Linked DNA regions of Mus musculus: all the other regions are linked to region 1. A link is a contact called in public HiChIP or PLAC-seq, Micro-C and promoter capture Hi-C data. All regions are on one chromosome and are shown on one strand. Each heading gives the region's core, a stretch centred on a gene start, on an enhancer-like site or on the middle of the called end of the contact. The rest is flanking DNA. Distances are from core to core; before and after follow the strand shown. Region 1 holds the start of Spg11 (SPG11, spatacsin vesicle trafficking associated). Region 2 holds the start of Slc30a4 (solute carrier family 30 (zinc transporter), member 4). Region 3 has its middle 30 kb from the start of 4930417H01Rik. Region 4 holds the start of Bloc1s6os (biogenesis of lysosomal organelles complex-1, subunit 6, pallidin, opposite strand). Region 5 holds the start of Hypk (huntingtin interacting protein K). Region 6 holds the start of Sqor (sulfide quinone oxidoreductase). Region 7 holds the start of Spata5l1 (spermatogenesis associated 5-like 1).

Region 1 (3,136 bases), core at 284-2,783:
AATGGGGTGGCTATGAGGTTCTTATTAGAAACACTGACAGTTCCCATTTCTGCCTTTATATACCAAGAACACACAGGCACTCCAACACACACCAGACATGAGAACAGTAGAAAGCTGGGATGGAAGTACGTGCTTATAATTCCAGCATTGGAGAGGAGGAGGTAAGAGGGTTGGGAACTCACAGGCATCCTTGGGTCCAGGCCAGCCTGAGCTCCATGAGACCGTATCACAAGGGGGTAAAAAGATGGGTTAAAATACTTGCTGACTCAGCAAACTCATCTTGTGTCTATAGAGCTGTTGAAGAGCCTGGAGACTCAAAGTGAGATACCTGTTGGCTATACAGTCTCATATAGATTGATCCTAAAATACTTACTTCCCTTTATTAAAAAGGTCAGCATATACTCAGGGGACTTCTAAACTTTATGATGTAAACTGTTTTATGAAAAGTGGAAAGCAATATAATATTGTAATTCTCTACCTTCTCAATCCATGGGAGCCTCATGTCTAAGAAACAGCGGACATGCCAGGTATGGAGTATACAAGCCTGTAATCTCAGCATTAGAAGGGGTAAAACAGGAGGATTGTGAATTGCAAGCCAATCTGGCTATATCTTGAGACTGTGATTTAAACATGGAAAACGTAGGGCTGGAATACCGTTCAGTGACCTCAGAGCACTTGTGTAAATGAATGGACAAGTTTAAAGAGGAGCAGGGGCTGGAGTGGGCGTGGTGGTGGCTGTGTTTGCAAGAAAACATTATTTTAGAGACAAAAAAAAATGCTTTAGAAATAAGCCTTATCTGGCATTTTAAAACAAAGTAGACTGTCTGGTAGTGCAGGCAGAGACAGGCCGATCTCTGTAGGCTCCAGGCTATATTTCGAGTTCTAGAATACCTAGGGATACATAGTGAAGAGGGGGAGGAGGAGGTAGAGAAAGATAGGCTTAGAACTCCTTTCAGTGACAATCTGTATTGAATTAAAGAAACAGGACCTGTGCTGAGACCCATCCAGGGTTTGCAGGGGCTATCAAGGAGTGAGACATCTTCTCTGTCCACCCAGGAAGTGAGCCGTGAGTTGCAACAAGGTGAGGATTTCACTTCGGGATGGGAAAGGTTCCGAGAGGCACGGGGCTCGATCCTGAGGAGGCTCCCCAGTGGTTCATCCTCTCCCACCAACCCAGGGGCCGGCGAGAGGCGAGCCCAGGACTCCCCTCCGGAGCGGCTCAGATTTCAGCCTCCTCCCACAGCCTGCAGCCGTCCCGCAGCACTTACTGCCTAAAGGGTCCTGGGAGGCAGCAGCTGCTCCCACCCCTGCTGCCCGGCGCCAAGGAAAGCACTTGGAGACTGCCCGCAGCCGTCAGGCTCCCCAGGGCCTCCAGCTCTCGGTGCAGCTGCGCCCGCGGTCCCAGCTGCGCCGTCTCCTCAGCTGGGATCCGCACCAGCAGCATGGGCAGGACCCGCTCCATGGCCCCGGCACAGCCGGGGGAGGCAGCACTTCCGGGCCCTGGCTGGGCAGCCATCTTGGCCTGGGCGGTCCTTCCGGTAGAGGCGCCCGAATGCGTCACGGACCTGCGCAGTGATTCGGACCTTGTGACTCTCACGAGAGAGGCGGTCCTGCGCCCGGCATTTGCTCAGCTTGGGGTGGAGGCGGCTCTAAACGGAATCCTGCAAAAACCACGCCTGCCCCTCCCTGCTCAGCTCAATTCAATAATACGCCAGGGCCTTTCAGCTGCTTGTGCTGTCCTTGCTACCAAAGATTTCTAAGGCAGGTGCTTCTTACTCCATTGAAACCCTGTTGCTGGCTCCTCTTCACTTTTTGTGCTGCTCGGTTAACAGGCATCTGGTAGTGCGCTTTTCTTGGTAGCAAGTACTCTTTTAAAGTCTAGAACTAATAAAGAACCCTCTACCATTTTAAAAAAAAAAAAAAAAAGCAGGGCTTCACAACAGACCCCCTCCCCCCATCCCCGGCTTCGAGAAATCGGCCCCTCTACGGAGTGGTATGGAGTTTTGGAAAGCAACTATCTCCATCAGATGCCTGGGATCCCAGAGTTTGAAAAATCAATCTGACTCATTTCCCCCATCAGGAAGTTTTGAAGAGCAGTTTACCAAAAATAAAATAAAATAAAATAAAATAAATTCTACAAGCCCTTCCTCCTCCTGACTGCAAAAACTAATTTTCAGACCCTTCGAGATGAATTTTCTTGTACCCGTGGGTACCCAGTCTCAGGATTTGGGAGTGTAAACTTCTCAGACCAATAGATCTCCTTTTGAGGTCAAACAATCTATTCTTTGTGGTCCTCCACCAAGGACTCTGTTACAAACATGAAGGTTAACATGGAGATTGAAGTCAAACGATATCCTTTGTAACAGATGGATGCATACAGAGTAGAGATGGTGAAATAGTTCACCTTTCAATTTCTTCTGTTTTTCTCAGGAAAGTACAATCTGATACAGAAGAGAAGAGGTAGAGAGCTATTGAAAAGGCATTTGGTCAAGCTATTTATTTGATAAAGGTTCTCTAGTGGCCTTAGACACCTGATCCTCCTTCACCAGCTTTTCAGGTTCTAGGAATACAGGATTATGCCTCCATGCCTACTTAACAGTGTCTTTCTAACACAGCCACTTCTACAAACTGAACATTTTGACTTAATGGCAACCTGCTAACATGCCTTCCTGGCTCAGTCTAAAGTCTAAAGCCCCTCTCTATTCCAGTCACTCTCAAATCATAGTATTTATGACTAATTAACATTTTATGTCAATTCCTGACCAAACTCTATGTAAGCCTGGAAATAGCAGAGACCTGTGCACCACTGTTATCTTCCTGCCTGAATCCCAGCCTGGCTCATAAAAGGTACTTTAGTATTTCTTGATGAATGCAGGACTTCATTTGACAAAATGCTGCCATGTTCTTCTCTTTCTTTCTTTCTTTCTTTCTTTCTTTCTTTCTTTCTTTCTTTCTTTCTTTCTTTCTTTCTTTCTTTCTTTCTTTCTTTTAAATTTACTTTATTTATGAGTACACTGTAGCTGTCTTCAGACACACCAGAAAAGGGCATGGGATCTCATTAAAGGTGGTTGTGAGCCACCATGTGGTTGCTGGGAATTAAACTCAGGACCTCTGGAAGAGCATTGAGTGCCCTTAA
Region 2 (2,945 bases), core at 311-2,810, 580 kb after region 1:
TACAGCATCAAATTTGTATTTTGTAGTCAAAATGATTTCCAAAGGCTTTAAAGTACAGAAGGACATATATGTAGGTTATATGCAAATAACTGCTTCGCTTTACGTAAGGGATCTTTACATAAGGCGTCACTGGATGAGGCAACCTGAGATTCAGGTTCTAGAGAGGACTCCTGGAAGCAACCCACCTTGGATATCAAAGGACGACTATAAACTAATGCGACAGTAAAAATAAGGTCTAAAGCAAGAACCTTAGAGTGAGAAATTATCTGAAATCAGTTAAAAAAGGAGAAAAAAAAAAACCCTAGCTTCTGCAGCTGCCGGGGAGACCTCTAGCAAACTGTAGATACTCCTTTTAATAATGAACTTTTAATTAGTTGGCTGTATAGAGTTTTGTAAAGCCCTTGGCTATAAGCTCAAAAGGAAGCGGCATAAATAAGCATCAAATAACCAAAATGTAGACAGAGAGGAAAGTCTGGTACTGTGGATGGCTCTCTCTTTTCCCAATAAGATTCCTCATAATCTAATCCCTTCAGAACTTCTGTGTGAGAAAACAGAATGGTGTTCAGTAACATCCCTTAGTACTATAAAATTCTGATTCTAATCCATGTCAGAATTATTTTAGACGTTGAAAGATAAACCTGGCATTTTATCAGAATCTGTAAAAGGAGAAGTTACATGATATACAGTCAAGATAACACCCTAAACCCTACAGTAAAAGGCACTGTTTATGGGAGTTACAAGATATACCTGCAAGCTCTCAGTGGGCGCTCACGGGAACCGCACTTTGGAATCCCGTGTCCCTTTCCTATGGACCCACGAAAGTCTAGATACTCAGCAAACTTCCTGAAAACAAAGTTTCCACCTCAACTCCGGCGTAGCTAACAGCTGGACAAAGTCAAAGGCAAGCGAGTCGGCGACACAACTCACCTACAAGCTCTCCGATCATGAAAAGCAAGTAGAGGACGGCAGCGATGGTCAGCCTGGTCTTCACCTTCCTCTGCTTCAGCAACTCGCGTCGCTTGCTGCAGTTGTCACAGGGGTCCATTTTCAAACTCAGCTGACTGTTGGTTAAAGGTAAGTCCTGGTCCAATAAGGAGTCATCGTCGGCCTGGAGGGCCGGGTGCGCCCCGTTCACAGGCCTTTCCGGGGCTTCCGAGTCATCGTCGGCCACCACGACTCGAAGTTTATTAAAGCGCGAAAGCCCCTCGTCGCTCACCTCGTCCGAGAAGTCGAAGGCGCTGGTGTCATTTAAGAACAGCGGCGTGTCGTCTTTCCTCAGCAGGGATTTGAGGCGCTTCCACGCGCCGGGGCCGGCCATGGCAGCGGAGGGGCGGCCGGCGACTCCGCCTTCACCGGCGCTCGGGCTCCTCAGGGCAGCGCGGCGCGTCCCTGCCCATCGTGAGGAGAACGAGACCCCGCTCCTGTCGCCGCGCCCCGGCCGCGCGCCAGCTCCGGACTCGGCGGTGCTCGGCTACCTGCGGGCCGACGCCGCCGCGCATCCCCGCCCGGAGCTCGCGCTACTGCGACCCGGGCCAGGGACCGAGGCCGAGCCCCAGCCACTGCACCCGCCCGCCCCGTGCCGCTGGGAGGCCGGCCGCGGGGTCTGACAGGCCCGGCCTCCTCCGGCCCCTGAACGAGGCGGCGCGTGCGCCCGCGAGGCGCGAGGGGAGGGGTCGGCGCGGGCACGCAGGCCGCCGCTTGGGGGCGCGCCGAGGGGGCGTGGTCGCGCGTCGCCCCCTGCCCCCGCCCTCCCGGCCCCGCCTCTCGGGCTCTGAGGTCTTGTGCGCTCTGAGCCCCCGGGTGTGCCGCGGGAAGGTCCCCCCGGAGCTGGGTGTCACTGCTCTGAATTCCCTCCACTGGAGATGGGTCTCGGGAATCTCAGGTCCGATCTTGGTTATGGATGGTCCGTGGAAAATGTCCTTTAGTGCTTTCTTACCAAGTGGGAATCCTGGTAGCTTTTCTTCTACCCAATCGGCAAAAAATTGCCGATTATCTTGGTCAAAAGGCTAGGACAAGACTAGGATGGTCAGTAGTTCTATGGCTTGCTTTAAAGTTTCCTGTTTCTCAGCAAATATGTGTCTTCCTTCTGTGTTCACTGCTACGCTCCTTGGGCACAATTGTGTGAGCTTACTTTCCCTATGTTTCATCACATTCTCAAATGTCCTCAAGAAGCAAGATTAAAGGCAACACTGTTGGTAGAATTCATTTTAAAGTGTAAATCCTTGGCTTCCACCTTTCTTTCCTTTTGAGATCCTTAGGATCTAATCCAGGGGCTCATGCAAGTTAGACACGGGGCTACACCTGCATCTTGCCTGTGGTGTCCTGCAAGCTCCTACTTCCCCAGGGTTTACAAAGACAATATTTTAAAAAGTTTTTATATCTTACCAAAATTTCAGGTCACAAAAATACAATGAAAAAAATCACACGAGGCAATTTTAACGATTCTGTTGACACCTTAGAATCCGGTGCGAAAAGAAAGCCCTGGCTACTTCTGTATTCCAGAGTGATCCCTCAGTCCTAAGTTTTCCCCCAGAGCTGCAGTCATGAAAGCAAATTAGACCCTCCATGGTCCCGAGATCAGGAAGGGAAGGCTATTGCCTAGAATTTCATCAATCAGGACACGATGGTAATAGCCAAAGGGAGACAGCTTACGAGCCATTACATTCCTCGGCTCCAAATATCTTAGGAGTAGATTGTTCTGTTGTTTTTAATGTCCCATTTAACTGCCTACAATGTTTCAGGAGTGTCATCGGAGTCTCTTAAATGCAGCCTCAAGGTAGGAGGGATGTGAATGTTTCAAGAATAGTTGAAATAAAAGGATGGGTTGTTTGGGGACATTTCCAGCGCGCTGTGCTGAGGAGGACTGCCTTTGTGCGTTCTGTTCTTTCACTCGTGTCTCACTGGATTCTCGAGAAAGTGATGAGACGACAAAGCCATATTTTAAG
Region 3 (2,836 bases), core at 195-2,694, 550 kb after region 1:
TTTTACTGTGTTCTGTTTATTGAACAGAACCTTCTCCATGGGGATTTCTGATGTAGTCATTTTGTTTTACTGGCTTATATCCTGTACTATGTCTTTATCAGAAAGTCACTTTACTTTGCTCTGTTAAAAGCATTAAGATCCTCTTGCTTTCCCTAGCATTAATTGATGCCAAGATGGATTGGTACCAGGGGGCCTGTTTCCCGGGGCACAGTTACAAGAGTAGATGGTGCCTAGCCAGGGAAACACAGAACCTCCACAGATCCACAGTCTTTGCACAGCTAATGGAGCAGCTGTGGGCTGCGAGTGTGAGTAATAGAAGGGATGGATACTAGCGGTTATTAACCATGTGGTTGGTGCCGGCCACACTACATATTCCCTTGGGTAGTGTTCAGCAGCTGCTGTGCAAATGCTGGAAACTGAGGTAGCCCAAGTTACCACAGAGCCTGATCCAAGGTCTAGGCAGCCATAGCTGCTGCTCTTGCTCTCTTGCTCGACCCTTCCTTTTTTCTTTCTCTCTCTCTCTCTCTCTCTCTCTCTCTCTCTCTCTCTCTCTCTCTCTCTCTCTCTCTCTCTCTCTTTCTCTCTGTCTCTCTCCCTCCCTCCCTCCTTCCCCCCTCCCTTCCTCCCTCCCTCCCCCCCTCTCTCTTTCTTTCTTTCTTTTTTCTTTTTTTTACATTTATGTATTTATTTCTGGGTCGGGGCACCCATGCACATGCTGCGGTGTACTTGTGGAGGGTGGATGGGTATCAGAGAACATCTTAGAAGAGTCTGTGTCTCCTTCCACCAGGTAGGTTTTGGGAGTGAATGGAGGTGCTCAGGTTTGGTGGCCTTTATCTGCTTTATGCCTTTATCCGCGGAGCCACCTCCCCAGGCTCCTTCCCTCTGATATTCATGCACTGTGTCTCTTTTCTTTCTGGCTGTGCCTTTCTCATTATTATTAATTGCTTTCAAAATTTAAGCTAGATGAAATGCAAGGGCACTGTTTTCTCCAAAGGTGGGATGTCTGAGTGCCTGAGGATGCCCATAAAGAGCAGAAGGTGATCTGGGAGCTGCAGGTCCCCCTTGTTGTTTTTTGTCTGTTTTGGTTTTTTGGTGGCTGTGAGAATGAGCAGGGCAGCCGTGGATGCAGAAGGCTCCACACTAACTCGTAGCTAGTTGTGCACTAACTTGTAGCTAGTTGTGCACTAACTCGTAGCTAGTTGTGCCTAATGGAAAGTCTCAGCCATCTGCTCCTGCTTCCTGGGAAATTTCCCCAGGAAGGGCTGAATTTTACAAGCTGTGCTAGTTACTTTCCTACTGCGGAACACAGCTGCTGAAAGAAGGGCGGGCGGGCTTACCTGGGCTTAGCATTTTAGAGTTCAAGATGGCAGGGTAAAGGCAGCAGGCAGCAGGAGCTGGAAGCTGAGAGCTGGGGGCCCACATCTTGAACCACAAACAGGAAACAGAGGGAGCAAATTTTGAAACCTCAAAGCCCAACACCAGTGATGTACTTCTTCCAGAAAGGCCACACCCTCTACATCTTCCCAAACAGCACAACCCACCGAGAACCAAGTATTCAAACACCTCACAGGCTGAGCATTGGAGGGAAGCACAGGGCTTTGGAGGGCACTGCAGGAACCAGGCGAGGCAAGGGCTCCCCATAAGAGCTCAGAGAAGTGAGGTGAGAGGAGAAGCAGGAAAGGGTATAGGCGCAGAACCAGTGTGGTGTCAGGAGCCAAGTCCCCAGAGGCAGAGTGGGCAGATCGATCCTTTTGGGACTTGGGGAGCAAGCCTGAGAAGGCTCTGGAGGTGCTGATATGGAAGGCCACAGACGGCAAAGCAGCTGAGCAGCGGTGTGTGTCTGTGCGTGCTGTCCTGTGTGGTAGGGAGAGAATGGGCAGTTACCCTTTGGGAGAAGTGACTTAAGAAGCAGCTAACACAAGTGTATACAGTGGGGGCTGACTTGAGATATTGCTCTCTCTCTCTTCCTCTCTCTCTCCCTTTCTCTCTCTCTGTGTGTGTCTGTTTCTCTGTGTGTGTGTGTGTTTGTTTTATATTGTCTTGATGTTTGAATCATAGGAGACTTCAATAAAGAAAACAAAAATCTACTCAAAGAACTCTAAGGGCTTTGTCAGTTGGAAGGGCATTGGAGACCTCATGGGGATATTTTGAATAAACCGAGGCAGATAAATTAGGATTAAAAGGGGTTACAGGGGAAGAAGGGTGGAATCCAGAGACGAACTCAGGGCACGTGGCTTGCTTTGTTCTTTGAGCTTACACATGGGAGAAAAAAGAGGCTAGATCCTATAGTAATATTGAATTTTAATTAAGTTTAGTTTAACAGCAGAAGTAGCCATCACACCAGGCCACAGAGTCCTGGAGCATGCTGGTTACTCCCATGAGCTGGCGTCAGGGAGAGAATCCCATGCTTGTCTACAATCTGGATTCATTGACTTATCGCTCGTTGAGCAAAGATGGAGTCGCTGGGCTGAAATATTGATCTTGTTCTTAAGGTGCTTGTAGCCAAATGGACTCTGCATAGGCTATGGATAAGCTTGGTGTTGAAGTCTGCCAAGAAATAGGAGGAAGGATCCAGTGTGACTGAGAAGTGGAGCAGTTTAGGTGAATAGATAAGTGGGCATGGGTGGAGGTCTGAGGTAACCTAGCAAACATGAGGTGCATAGATGGGGGGATGGGGTGCAGGTGTTGGTGAGGGGAGAAAGAGGAGACAACTGGATGGGGCGTGGCGACCACCCAGTGCAGGAGACTAGACTAACAGAGCTCCCAGAACTCACATTCTGTCTGTCACACGTGATGTGACAGAGATATCTCTAGTCAGTGCTCACCCCAGAGAACA
Region 4 (3,117 bases), core at 188-2,687, 620 kb after region 1:
TTTCATCATGTTTACCATGTTGTATAACTCAGACTTTGGAATATACAGTTTGGAATTAGGGCTAGGGCATCAATAGTTCACCAATTAGCAAATTTATCGAGAATTATTTTGGTACTCTATGCATAAGAGTTTCTATTTGTCATTTTTAATTCAAAAGAAGAAAACATAAAATAATGAATGCAAGGAGGAGCTCAGTGCTAAATGGCAGGAGGATGTTTGTTGTTGTGAAATGTCTTCACTGTGACTGCTGAATGAAAGGGAGGAAATAATGAGATAATGAATGGTGTCCACAGTAAAGGTGTGTTTGAGTGTGCTGGCTCGTGTCTGCTGGAGGACCAAGAATTCAAGGCCATCCCTAATTACATATTGAGTCTAAGGCCAGATTAGGCTACAGGACACCTCACCTTGTGAAACAAAACAATAAAAAAGATATTATCCTAGAGCACTTAAAAGATGAATAGGCCTTTGAAAAAGATACTCTAGTTTGAAACAGGAACAAGCACAATGGACAGCGTACAATGCCCAGATTGCACAAGATGTTTGAAGAGTAATAAATTGTTTTCCTATTTGTATGACAACACTAATTATTACACATTCTATAGTTCAGCAACCTCACAGGGTTGAGTTCCATTACAAAAGCTTTAGGGGAGGAATTGGTTACCAATTTTTCTGGAGGTCACCCACCATCCAGAATAATGACTCCCTTCCTCTGTCTTCAAACCCATCAGTGTTTGTTTAATCATCCTTTGTAATCAAATCTTTTTTCAGACAGCCCCACCCCATCAGTTTTACAGACTGTTACCTTGGGTCCTTGGAGTACCCTTCCTATTTTAAGGTTATGTTAACTAGTAGCTTTTATTCGTTGCCATGCCCTCTAATATATTTAGAAGTCTCAAGGATTAGTCTGTGGACATTCTACCGTGGAGAGTTGAGAAGTTACCCTTGAAAAGTGGCTAAAGTGAAACTGAACATAAGATGGTGACAATAGGGAGCCAGTGCATTCCAGGGGCATGGCATTATTTGTTTATTTATATTAGTTTTTTTTTTTTTTTTTGAGATAGCTTTGGCTACAATATGGAAAACTGAACAGGTAACCTGAGGAGCAACTAGAGATGCTACTAGAGGTCAGAGTTTACAAAAGGGTCGAGAATCCTTACATTTGCTGTGGAGCTGAGTCTGTCCAAGTCTACATACTTTCCTTTAGAACTCATGATATCATCTTACAGGAGCCCAGCATGTGCTTTTGGTAATTTGACTTAATTTGTCCAAATGATGCTCCAAGAAAGCCTTTACGTCATTTCCAAGCACTGGAAGAGATCCTCAGCAACGCTCAAGCTCAGAGTTCGTATTGACTCACTTAGCGGCCCGAGTTATAAACTGGACACAACACTGGGGACATTCACACGGTTATGGCGACATCCGGTCCTCTAACCTCTCTTCCGGGTTCCGCCGGCCACCCTCTGTGAAACCGAACCCGCACGCGCACGGCTGCGCCTAGGGCGCTGACACGGGGGGGGCGGGGGGGGGCGGGCGTTCCGGACTTGCAGTAACGTTCTGCGTCGGAAAGCGAGGTTTTCCGCTTTCGTCACTTCCGTGTGCCTCGGCGGCTTTCGTCCGGATGGACTCTGGAACGCGTTAGGTTTCTTTGCCTGTGACTTCTCCACAGCACTCGCCTCACGCAGCGCCCAGTGCGGGGATATGAGTGTTCCTGAGCCACCGCCTCCAGACGGGGTCCTTACGGGGCCTTCCGACAGCCTGGAGGCCGGCGAGCCCACGCCGGGTACGGCTGTTTTGCGGGGCGACTGCCCACAGGGGCCGGGTTCGAGTGGGTGGGACTCCAGCGCAGGCGACCCTCCTGCCTAGAGCATCCTGGCCAGGCAACCCTGGTCCCGCGAGGAAACGCACTGTTGGGTGCGGTTTGTGTTAAAGGTTTGCGTTTGTGTTGCTTTTCAACTGTTTGTCACAGGGTTAGTGGTTGGCGATCAGTCTGCCAGAGAGAAGGTAGATTTTTAGGAAACTGTACAATAGTGTCTACTCATGAAATACTCTGACCTCCTAGGTGACATTACTTCATCCGAGACTCCAGCAGCCGTCCGCACATTTCCAGAAGAAATTTAAGCATTGATGCCCGAAGGCGTCCGTTGGACGAAGCAGTTAATTTGCTATATAGGCAGATGGGCACTGTTTATACCATCGTTTTTGTGAGATTGAAAACACCACTCAAATCATTTTCTGTGAGCATTGGTTCATATGAGAGAAGCTAGATGGAGCTTCTAAAAATAATCTCTGCGTTTCAGAAATAGGAAGCTACAAATAACCCAGCATTTCCTGGCAGTGCTTTTCTTTAATGACATATCCCTTTCATGACTTGTTCAGTCACATTAGTAATACTCTGTAGTACCTACTTGGAACCTGGGCCTCTCTCTTTCTCCCTTCCCCTCCCTTCTCCCCCTCTTTCTCTCTTTCTGCACATAACGAATGGGTGGTATGCATATAAATAAAAGCAGATGTCAGAGAGTAGGGCAGAGATAGGGATAGGTGCTAGCTGCAGGTTCAACTCAGGACTTATTTCATGTTAAACAAGTGCTCTACTACAGAGCTAGATCCCTAGCCTCAGCTGTCTGATCTTCTTGATAATGGTGTGAGCTTACTCTCCCATGAAACTGAATTTGCACTCTTGGATTCAGTTCCCTCTGTTTCATGTAGAGGATTCCGCAGGGCATTAGCATCTATCTCCCCTCAGCAGTGTAAAGCTACCACCGCTAGTCTCTCATTCTCACAGCATGGTGTGTCCATTGTTGTAACTTTACTGCCCCAACACAAGCTCCAGGCATGAATCCTTAGAATCCTAAAATGGCTTCTTGCCACTTACTGAATTTTCCATAGAATTGGCACTCAGGGACCCTCACAGGCTGACTCACGGCATATATTAATAGCTCACTGTTGCTTTCTGTGCATGGCCTTGCTGTTCATCCTTGCAGTTTCTCATTCTGTTTAACAATGTTGCACCCCCTCGGCTCCTTTCAGATTTGTATCCATATGAAAGTGGTGGCTGCAGTCTAAGTTGGGGCCATTTTTTAGAGGGTTTTTGCAGTTTCAAAGATGGTCACATGTTCT
Region 5 (2,889 bases), core at 313-2,812, 660 kb before region 1:
ACTTAAAATTTAGAGCCCAGGAGTTTATAAACATACTTTCTTTATTACAGTGTTCTTTCTTCATCCTGGAGTTTCTTTTAGCCAGCTTGTGTCTACTTCCCTCTATCCCATCCCCATCCAAAAAATTAAACACAAACCTGTTATGCAGCTGTGCCCGAGGGTTGGTGGGGGAGTGGAGGCGAACTAGCAGCACAGCCTGCAGCAGGTGGAAGGTGGCAGTTCCTGCACACACTCGATACACAGCGCCAGAGCCACTGAGAACTGGGCAGTCCGAGCTGCCAAACAGGTGGGCACATAGCACTGAGGGCATCTGGATCTGCAGGGAGTTGGTTGTGAGAAAAGTCAGGGCCAGCCACAATCTATGGACAGTCTCAACTTTTTACTGGTAGGTTGACTCCTTTGCTCCCTGTCCCAAATCTTAAAGGTTTTTTTTTTTCCCTCACATTGCAACCCTTGCCGACTTACCCCATGTGCTTTGCCCCAGACCCTTTCTACCACTGTCTTCGAAAGCAGGAGGCAGCAGATTGCTGAGGCTCCCACGTGGAGGAGGATGTAGAGCAGGCGGCTACACCTAGACTCTGTCAGAGAGTGGCAGCCACTGGTCCAAGAAACAGGTCCACAGCAGGATGCCTGGGGATAGAAGCAATGCAGAGTTTTTCAAAGGGTGTGGGGTTAACCAATGGTCAAATTCCCAAACCCTCCATCCTTCTGTCTGGTTATGAGCCTCTTAGGATTACCTTCCACAAAGCACTAGTAAGGTTTTCATTGCAAGAACTTTAAACTTTGGTGTATTCTTGAACCACTTAACTTTTTCCTAATGATCTATGGCTGGGAATGTGGAATGAGATGTTTACCTATTACCCAGGCAAAGAACCAGGTTTCTCATCCCAACTCCTAGCTTTTTAGCTATCTCTTCCCAAATGTCTCACCTGATTGAAGGGGGTTTCCACTACATTACTGACTCCACCGTGCTGCTGTGCAAGACCCTGGGTGGTGCTCCGGCCGGTGACAACTTTTGCACCCATCATTTTTGTTAGATGTAGATCCAGTATTGGAAAAACTGACGAGAAACAGCAGCTTCTCGGGATTTTCGCCCATTGGACAGTCGCTTTGCTGGCCTAATCATTCGTCTTAAGGCAGCATAGACATGTCATAAAATGAATACAGGTTACCAGGAAGTGGTAGATAGATGCAAATAGTCTTGTGAAGATGCCTTCGCCGGGCTTCCTATTCGGGATCATTCGGACTGTTATTCTGAGATTAGGAGCAGTTGGCCTATCAGGTCTAGGGATTAGGTTTTTTAATTGGTTTAGGATTAGCCACCTTGATTGGACAGAATTCCATGTGTGTGTCTCTATGTGTGAAAGGATTGCTCTTAGGAACAATGTGCCTTGGTGGTGTGGGTAGTGAACAGATAGTCGAAGGAGACTGCAGAAAACAAGCTGGAGAGGAAGTCAAAAGCGAACCTCTTTGCTAGCTGAAGCTTCTCAAGACAGGCACAAAGGTGTGGTCCACGCCTACCCCGCCCCTTATCTGGGCGGAAGCTGTGAGGGTTGCCGGAAGTTGTGAAGCGGCAGCCTATGCGGCGGCGCGGTGAGATCGAAATGGCGACCGAGGGAGACGTGGAGTTGGAGTTAGAGACCGAGACCAGCGGCCCGGAGCGGCCTCCCGAGAAGCCAAGGAAACATGACAGTGGTGCTGCTGACCTAGAGCGGGTTACTGACTATGCGGAGGAGAAGGAGATCCAGAGTTCGAATCTTGAAACGGTGAAGTTGGCTGGGAGCTTGTATGAGGGGTTGAGAGAGGGGCGGGAGAGAGGTGAGACTGACCGGTTTGCTGCTCACTGGGGCTCCGGGAAGGCTGATAGCAATGGTGGGATTTGGCAGTAGGGTGGGGCTAAGCGACAGCACCCACCCAGTCTGCTGTTTGCTTAAGAATTCGATAGAGATTGGGCCTAAATAGATCTCATGTGCACGAAATTAGGCGTAGTCCTTTGGTCCTGAGAACACTCGTAGTTGTGAATACCTGAAAACCACGTGGTTTTTATTTTTGGTATTGCGTTTTAGATCAGAAAATTTGCGTGGCACGGTGGTAGATAACTTGACTCGTGTTTTCTACAGGCTATGTCCGTCATTGGAGACAGACGGTCCAGGGAACAAAAGGCCAAACAAGAGCGGTAAGTTTAAAGCACACCACCAGCACTACCGGTAGGTCCTCGTTCTCCAGGGGAAAAAAAAGTTTACGTCTTTAACCAATTTCTACAGATCTAGGGATTACAACTTTGTTAGTGGAAGGAAAGATTCCAGGATACCTTACTGTAAAACCTCCAGGGGAAAGAGTTGGCGCGTTTATTTGCTATTTTCAGTAAACCTTGTTCCACCCATTTTCAGTGAGTAGCTGGGAGTGTTCCTTCTGGGAGTTTATAGCAGAGGCAGAGAATGAAAAGAAATGTATAAATATTTACAGGGAGAAGGAACTGGCGAAGGTCACTATCAAGAAGGAAGATCTGGAGTTGATAGTGAGTATTAATTTTTTAATGGATTCACAAGAGAAGTGCTACCTAATTTGGGCTCCTGAAACAAGTGGAGAAGAGGCTTTGGTGACGTGATTTTCCCTTTTGCAGATGACGGAAATGGAGATCTCTCGAGCAGCAGCAGAAAGGAGCTTGAGGGAACACATGGGCAATGTGGTGGAGGCTCTTATTGCCCTAACCAACTGATAATGTGCTTTTTTAGACATTCTGGACTGACTGACTGACTGAAATAAAGTGTTCTGTTTTGCTGTTTTTTTTTTTTCTTCAGTTTCATCTCAGATCAAATGCATTATATATTCTATTTTATTGTCAGTTTCTATGTTGGACCTTGATGAAACTGTGTGAACAATCAGTAT
Region 6 (2,844 bases), core at 94-2,593, 650 kb after region 1:
AATAAGTAAATAAAATATTATAGAAAGAAAAAGGGGAATGCCAATGGAGTAACTTCTCAGTCTTAATGTCTGATGGGCAAGACACTGATGGAAAGAAGGGACTTCAGTGGGGTAATAGAACGATACATAGATGCCCCAGCGTGTGGGAACTATTCAGGACACGGCTTCCAACTCGATTCTCCAGCCATAGACCTCCAAACACCCTGCAAACAGACTGCCCTTGATTCATTCACAGGAACCAGGACTTCTTAATGAGGATGGAGAGGAAGGAGAGATGAAGAATAGTACGAATTGCTTTGGAAATATGTGTGTAGAGTTTTGCTTTTGTCAAAACTTTGGGCTACAATTGTTGGCACTTAGAGGGTGGAAATCAGGGTTATGTTCAGTACTATACAACAATTAACTGTCCTGAGGCCTGAACATTTTTTTCTGGTGCCCCGCCCCTTGCCTCAACTCTCAAGTATGTGAAACATTTTATTGATAAAATAAATTCAGTTTTAGTTTAGAGTATGGCAGACATTAAGGATTATTTTTACATAGTCTTAATACGCTGTTTCCAGCAATAGCTTTATCAGTAAATACAGATCACATTTGGTTTTGTTTCCAAGTTCTTTACCAGACTTACCTGTTGCTGCACAAAGTCACGGAAAATTACTAGGGAGGCAGTGTTGCAGGTGCAGGTGCCAGCAAGTGCCACCAGGCTTACCATCAAACCCGTAGTCCCTGTTTGCGACCAAGCAATTTTTCTATAGATCCTTCAGAGTGAAGACAGTTTGAAAGAAGTGACTCAAAAACTATTAAAATGCATATAATCAAACAAGTGCGAAAGAAACTTAGTTATGCTTAAAAAAAAAGTTGGTGGCATTTGCGTGTTCTTTGAGGTTTTTTTTTTTTTTTTTTTTTTTTAAGTTGAGGCCTTAGCAACTTTTAGGAACTGTATTTGTTTTAACACATGAAGCCGCGGTCTCTGGCTTGTGCCTTCAAACAGTCAGTCCTTAGAAGGGGCAGAACAGTGACTTGTCAGGCACCAAAAGAACAACTCCTAGGAGCCAGCAGGTTCCAGGGGAAGGTGCCGCGCGGTTCTGAGTAGAGGTGGCCTTGTCTGCACCCCAGGCGTAAGAAAAGCGTCTAGGCTGCGTGGGGACAGTCGCAGGACATGGGGAGCAAGGATCACCCATACCACCCATGCCTCCGGTGTCCGTGCCTGCTCCAAGGTGCGCATTCCCCTCCGGGTTTGTTGTTGGGTAGCGCCCTGGCGGCCTTTCCTCCTCCGGAGGTTGGGGGTGTGGGGGTGGTGGCTGTCCCCGCCCCTGGCCTTTGCCTCCCCGCCCCGGCGGCCAGGCGGGGCTATGCGAGGCCAGCGCTCCAGCGCCACAGTAGTTTCTGCTGCGCCAGCGCTGGGGCCCACGGTGTCGCTCAGCCCGGTAAGACGCACCCCACGACGCTGTTACCCTCCTATAGCCGCTCGCTGTCGCCCACCTCGGTTCTGTCTCCGCGCTCCCGGCCGCCCTTCTTCTTTTCCAACCCCTGACAGACTCCCCTTTGGTCTGGGACTCGGTGGACTTCAATGCTTTCTCCTTAGTGGCCCAGCCTCAGCGATGCAGAGAGGATGGCCCTGGCACCCTCTCCACCCACACAGCTTGGACGTGTGGTCTCGGTGCGTGGGAATTTCAGAAACGTTAGTTCCACTTGTTGTCTGTCACTCAGCACCTTGCCCTGCCTGCCGGGTGGGTTGAGACTGGCATTGATCTGGGGAGGTACCCAGGGCGCTGGGGGTGGGAGGTGGTCAGCGGAGAAGCACAGGCCAGGCTGATTGGCAATTAGTACAAGGGAGAAAAGGCTCTTTGGTGAAACTTTTCACCTTACTTTTACTTACTTCTCCGAGAGCCACCCCAGCTTCTAGGGCTCACAGACTGAAGCTGAGTCAGAGAGTTTGCACAGGCTGTAAACCTCTCCTCTGTAAACACAGCTTTCTGATCCTTTTTTTTTTTTTTTAAAACCTGCAGCTACCTCTGACAGTTCTGAGTTTGGGGGAAAACTAAGGACTCTTTCTTAGAAGATTTCCCTTTTTGCTTTAAACTTTATTATTTTATTTCATGTGTATAGTTAGTTCGTTTGCATGTATGCCTAATGCCCTGGAACTGGGGTTATAAGCTTTCATCTGGGTGCTGGGAACTGAACTCAATTCCTCTGGAAGTAAGCCCTCCGTAAGAGCTCTTAACCACTGAGCCATCTATCTCTCAAGAGACTTTTAAAAACATAAAATTTAAGGCAGGCTATGATGAAAGAAAACAGCCACTAAAGTATTTAAAAGAATGCCATATAAATTTAAAAAGCAAATAACTATTATAATTTTGAATAGCTCAGAATATAGAATTCAAGATATAGGCACTACCTGTAAACACATTTCTAAAACATCATAAATACTGCTAATATTGCTGTGGCCAGCTGCCTACACAGTCCTTGAAGAGAATGTTAAATTTCAAGTAGACATCAGTGGAAGGTGAAGATTTTTTTTTTCTTTCATTCAGATGAATGGACCTCAATTTAGATAGATACCCTGTTAGCAGAAAGGGTGTTGATTACTTGTTAGGCAACTTAGCTTCTTGGGTTTAACACTTTCTTGAACTACCACTATGTCCTCTATCCCCAGCTTCTTTGGGCATCTGCTTTTCCTAAGGAAGAGAATGAGAAAAGCCCGGCACTCCTCCCCCAAGCCTAATGCCTTCTCACAGGTGAAAAGCATCCCTACTGAACTTGATGCAGAGGGATGCGGTAGGTAAAACGCCCCCCCCCCCCAACCTTGTCTGATACTGGCCTTTACATCCCTAAATCTGGTACATA
Region 7 (3,086 bases), core at 458-2,957, 510 kb after region 1:
TCTATAACTGTAGCTCCACGGGATCCAATGCCTCTGGACTTCATGTGCACCTACATAATCTCTCTCTCTCATCATACACACTATTTTTTAATGGAAAAATATAATTTGCTATTGCTTATTATAACCTGAATAGCGTGTGGTACTTTGTTAGAATAGCTTGACAATATTATAAGAATACATACTAAAAAAAAAAAAAAAAAAAATACATACTGTGTGAACCCTGAGGAAAATCTAGCGGAAGCTTCGGTTGCAAATGTCCGGTCCGCCAAGGGCCCTCGGCCTTCATTTGTTGGTTCTGGACTCCCTCTAGTGGTGCACACGTTTGTTGCTTTAAATAGTGCTCATAAAATTGCCAAATTTGGAGTCCTGTAACCAACAAAAGGACCACAGAACTGTTATTATGTTTTTCTTTTCAAGGTTTTCTTTTTCTTTCTTTCTTTCTTTCTTTCTTTCTTTCTTTCTTTCTTTCTTTCTTTCTTTCTTTCTTTCTTTCTTTCTTTCTTTCTTTCTTTCTTTCTTTCTTTCTCTCTCTCTCTCTCTCTCTCTCTCTCTCTCTCTCTCTCTCTTTCTTTCTTTCTTTCTTTCTTTCTTTCGATACCTTTCTCCATTCTGTAGTTTAGGCTTGCCTAGACCTCACTAAGTAGCCCAGGTAGAACTATAAATTGTTCTAATCCTTATTTAGTCTCCCAAATGTTGTGATATAGGTATGAACCATCACAGCAAGCTTAGAATGGTTTCCTGCAAGATTGTAAGTATGATGAATTCAGATGTATGGATGACTGAAACAATACAATGAAAATGGTCTGACTCAGAGGAGCAGGATGGGTTAAGGCTGCCTGGGAAAGATAATCTATAGTTTTACTGAGAATGTGTGAATGAGTTGAGGGCCCAGAAACACAATCCCTTCCTGATATTTGTGACACAAGGAGGGGAGTGGCTGTTTTAGTGGGGATGCTGTATATTTCTTGGCCAAGGTCAGAGAACTTTATAGTTTGGCCCTGAACGGGATCAGCCTCTTTATGCAACACGAAAAAACATGTACTGTCCTCCACACCATATCCCCACTAACTTAGCCTCTACCCCTGTTTTAAATCAGTGCTGAAATCTGAAAGGTTAAGTTCACTCTAATTGCCTCAGTGGGCATCAGTTATGACTCTCAGCTGTACCTTTCATGCGACCATGGTCAAAATATGCAGAGAAAAACCTCTTAAGATCACCCTATTAAACTTCCGTTTCCTGGTCAGTTCTTTACCACAGCTATCCACACGCACGCTAGCTTTCACACACATCCCTTTACATATTGAAGATGGTTATTATGTCTTATTATTAATGTCTTCTTTCCCATTTCTAGACGCTCCAAGTCTTTGGAACGAGGATAAAAGATCTTTCATAAGATGCGAGTATCATGATTAATTTGGCGGGTATTTTATTTACACCTTGTTTATATCTGTAAGCACGTTACACCTTGTCAGCAGTTTGGGTTTTCTTTTTTTCCTTAAGAAATCTTTTTACTTCACAAAATGAAAACTCTTATGGCCTAATGGAGCAGCCGTATGTCTGTCAGATGCCAGCGGAGACCTTTTCATTGAGGCTCTTGGACCGACTACCGGGCGTCTGATGTTTATGGAGAGCCAGGCTTTTCTCACTTTCCCAGAAGTCCTTTCGACCGTCAATCAGAGGCTTGTTCCTTCTTGGCGCATGCGCGCCGCCTGCATCCGGCAGCCGGGTGGATTGCTGCCGGGCTTTCCCCGGCGTGGTTCCCCGAGTCATGGCTCCGGACTCGGGGCCCTTCCCCGACGGACAACTTTTGAAGCTGCTGCCGGTGGATCCCCGGGACCGGGACACCCAGCGCTGCCGCCTGGGGCCGGCCGCCTTCCGCAGCTTGGGTGCGCGCCTGGGCTCGCCGCTGAGGATCTCGTTGCCCGCCGGCGGCTGCTGCCTCTGCACGGCCTGGCCGCGGCGCGACAGGGTGGATGGCTTTGTGCAGCTGGACCCGCAGTGCGCTAGCCCCGGGGCCCGGGTGGCCACGGGGAGGATAGGTATGGACTGCTTGCAACCCGTGCCCTGTCCGCCCCTGCGGCGCCTAGAGGTGTGGCCGGTGCTGCGGCCCCAGGCGGGAGCCCCGAGTTCCGCCGCGGTGCTGGAGGTAGTGCACGAGCTGCTGCGCAACCGGCCTGTGTCTCGGGGACACGTGGTGACCACCCCGCCGGGTGTCCCCGGCCCTGTCGCAGCTCTGCACGTGATGGGCGGGACACCGGACCCAGAGCCCGGCGGGTGGGTCACACCGCATACCCGCATCACGCTCAGTGACAAGCCTCCGCCACAGGTCGAGCCTCCCGGGGAGGTGACCCTTGGGGGTCTGTCGGAGACCGCCGACTCCCTACGGGAGCTGCTCCGCCTGCCGCTGCGCTACCCGCTCGCCCTAGCCGCGCTGGGGCTGGCTGTGCCCCGCGGGGTGCTCCTGGCGGGCCCCCCGGGAGTGGGCAAGACCCAGTTAGTGCGGGCCGTGGCGCGCGAGACTGGCGCCGAGCTGCTGGCGGTGAGCGCCCCGGCGTTGCAGGGCTCCCGGCCCGGGGAGACCGAGGAGAACGTGCGGCGCATCTTCCAACGAGCCCAGGAGCTGGCCAGCCGCGGACCCAGCCTCCTCTTCCTGGACGAAGTGGATGCCCTGTGTCCCCGGAGAGGCGGCCCGCACCGAGCTCCCGAGAGCCGAGTGGTGGCCCAGGTGTTGACGCTGCTGGACGGCATCCACAGGGACAGGGAGTTTGTGGTTGTGGGAGCCACCAACCGGCCAGACGAGTTAGACCCAGCGCTTCGCAGGCCGGGCAGGTTTGACAGAGAGGTAAAGTTCCTGAAAGCTCGCCTTTTTGGAATGTTGGGTCAGGCAGGAGTTGTAGATCACTTGTCACATGCAAGCTAGAACCTGGGTTCAAATCGTTCTGGGAAGCAGGATGGTCATTTGCTTTGTTGAAGTAACTAATCCTGATGCATGCATATTAAACTGAAATAGCCTTTGGAATGAGAACTTAGTCACAGTAAGAGAAGGCAGGGAAGGTGAATAAAAACAGGCATAAGCCCTTAAATGT

Evidence for each region. Promoter capture Hi-C pulls out the DNA fragments that hold promoters and counts their contacts. A called contact is a pair of places that touch in the nucleus more often than the background predicts. HiChIP or PLAC-seq counts read pairs in DNA pulled down with a chosen protein or histone mark. Capture Hi-C pulls out chosen DNA fragments and counts their contacts.
Region 2: an H3K4me3 HiChIP or PLAC-seq map of pro-B cells shows a contact between it and region 1, with 4 times the contacts expected there. The contact joins the promoter of Slc30a4 here to the promoter of Spg11 in region 1. A contact is called at or near these places in 1 of 484 Hi-C or Micro-C datasets (uterus) and 4 of 115 datasets of contacts at active chromatin or transcription factors (bone marrow-derived macrophages, forebrain, pancreatic cancer cells and 1 more).
Region 3: an H3K4me3 HiChIP or PLAC-seq map of pro-B cells shows a contact between it and region 1, with 4 times the contacts expected there. The contact joins the enhancer-like site here to the promoter of Spg11 in region 1. A contact is called at or near these places in 1 of 39 promoter capture datasets (pre-B cells) and 7 of 115 datasets of contacts at active chromatin or transcription factors (double positive thymocytes, embryonic forebrain, embryonic stem cells and 3 more).
Region 4: an H3K4me3 HiChIP or PLAC-seq map of embryonic forebrain shows a contact between it and region 1, with 7 times the contacts expected there. The contact joins the promoter of Bloc1s6os here to the promoter of Spg11 in region 1. A contact is called at or near these places in 5 of 39 promoter capture datasets (3T3-L1-derived adipocytes, the HPC-7 cell line, embryonic stem cells and 2 more), 2 of 484 Hi-C or Micro-C datasets (CD4 T cells and olfactory sensory neurons), 5 of 115 datasets of contacts at active chromatin or transcription factors (the NIH/3T3 cell line, double positive thymocytes, embryonic forebrain and 2 more) and 3 of 9 other capture datasets (adipose tissue, liver and pancreatic islet).
Region 5: a promoter capture Hi-C map of pancreatic islet shows a contact between it and region 1. The contact joins the promoter of Hypk here to the promoter of Spg11 in region 1. A contact is called at or near these places in 1 of 39 promoter capture datasets (erythroid cells), 2 of 115 datasets of contacts at active chromatin or transcription factors (bone marrow-derived macrophages and pancreatic cancer cells) and 3 of 9 other capture datasets (adipose tissue, liver and pancreatic islet).
Region 6: a promoter capture Hi-C map of hematopoietic stem and progenitor cells shows a contact between it and region 1, with 2.4 times the contacts expected there. The contact joins the promoter of Sqor here to the promoter of Spg11 in region 1. A contact is called at or near these places in 3 of 39 promoter capture datasets (hematopoietic stem and progenitor cells and liver), 5 of 115 datasets of contacts at active chromatin or transcription factors (astrocytes, bone marrow-derived dendritic cells, embryonic stem cells and 2 more) and 1 of 9 other capture datasets (adipose tissue).
Region 7: a contact with region 1 is called in a Micro-C map of embryonic stem cells, with 5 times the contacts expected there. The contact joins the promoter of Spata5l1 here to the promoter of Spg11 in region 1. A contact is called at or near these places in 7 of 39 promoter capture datasets (cranial neural crest, frontonasal cranial neural crest, liver and 3 more), 6 of 484 Hi-C or Micro-C datasets (cerebellum, cerebral cortex, cortical neurons and 3 more) and 14 of 115 datasets of contacts at active chromatin or transcription factors (SST interneurons, astrocytes, cardiomyocytes and 8 more).

Annotation. Positions count from the first base shown.
Region 1 is chr2:122,116,853-122,119,988 of GRCm38.p6, forward strand. It overlaps Spg11 (SPG11, spatacsin vesicle trafficking associated), which reads right to left and starts at 1,534. Exons shown (of 40, transcript NM_145531.2): 1 at 1,269-1,534. The coding sequence starts at 1,516.
Region 2 is chr2:122,701,103-122,704,047 of GRCm38.p6, forward strand. It overlaps Slc30a4 (solute carrier family 30 (zinc transporter), member 4), which reads right to left and starts at 1,561. Exons shown (of 7, transcript NM_011774.3): 1 at 928-1,561. The coding sequence starts at 1,318. It overlaps 4930417H01Rik (a long non-coding RNA gene), which reads left to right and starts at 1,537. Exons shown (of 5, transcript XR_866691.3): 1 at 1,537-1,882.
Region 3 is chr2:122,671,592-122,674,427 of GRCm38.p6, forward strand. No RefSeq gene overlaps it. Among named protein-coding and RNA genes, the nearest start is that of 4930417H01Rik, 30 kb to the right of the region's middle. Within about 2 kb of position 1,445, at least 49 of the 459 cell types and tissues checked have an H3K27ac peak or open chromatin away from gene starts, as enhancers often do. A contact at or near this core is called in pro-B cells, where this site is marked.
Region 4 is chr2:122,736,925-122,740,041 of GRCm38.p6, forward strand. It overlaps Bloc1s6os (biogenesis of lysosomal organelles complex-1, subunit 6, pallidin, opposite strand), which reads right to left and starts at 1,438. Exons shown (of 2, transcript NR_156706.1): 1 at 1,158-1,438. It overlaps Bloc1s6 (biogenesis of lysosomal organelles complex-1, subunit 6, pallidin), which reads left to right and starts at 1,581. Exons shown (of 5, transcript NM_019788.3): 1 at 1,581-1,780. The coding sequence starts at 1,699.
Region 5 is chr2:121,455,526-121,458,414 of GRCm38.p6, forward strand. Hypk (huntingtin interacting protein K) reads left to right here and starts at 1,563. Exons shown (of 4, transcript NM_026318.3): 1 at 1,563-1,766; 2 at 2,121-2,176; 3 at 2,467-2,518; 4 at 2,624-2,889. The coding sequence starts at 1,581. The coding sequence ends at 2,719. It overlaps Serinc4 (serine incorporator 4), which reads right to left and starts at 1,239. Exons shown (of 12, transcript NM_001025371.2): 1 at 930-1,239; 2 at 466-630; 3 at 138-316. The coding sequence starts at 1,028.
Region 6 is chr2:122,764,016-122,766,859 of GRCm38.p6, forward strand. It overlaps Sqor (sulfide quinone oxidoreductase), which reads left to right and starts at 1,344. Exons shown (of 10, transcript NM_001162503.1): 1 at 1,344-1,424.
Region 7 is chr2:122,628,918-122,632,003 of GRCm38.p6, forward strand. It overlaps Spata5l1 (spermatogenesis associated 5-like 1), which reads left to right and starts at 1,708. Exons shown (of 3, transcript NM_001033256.4): 1 at 1,708-2,842. The coding sequence starts at 1,769.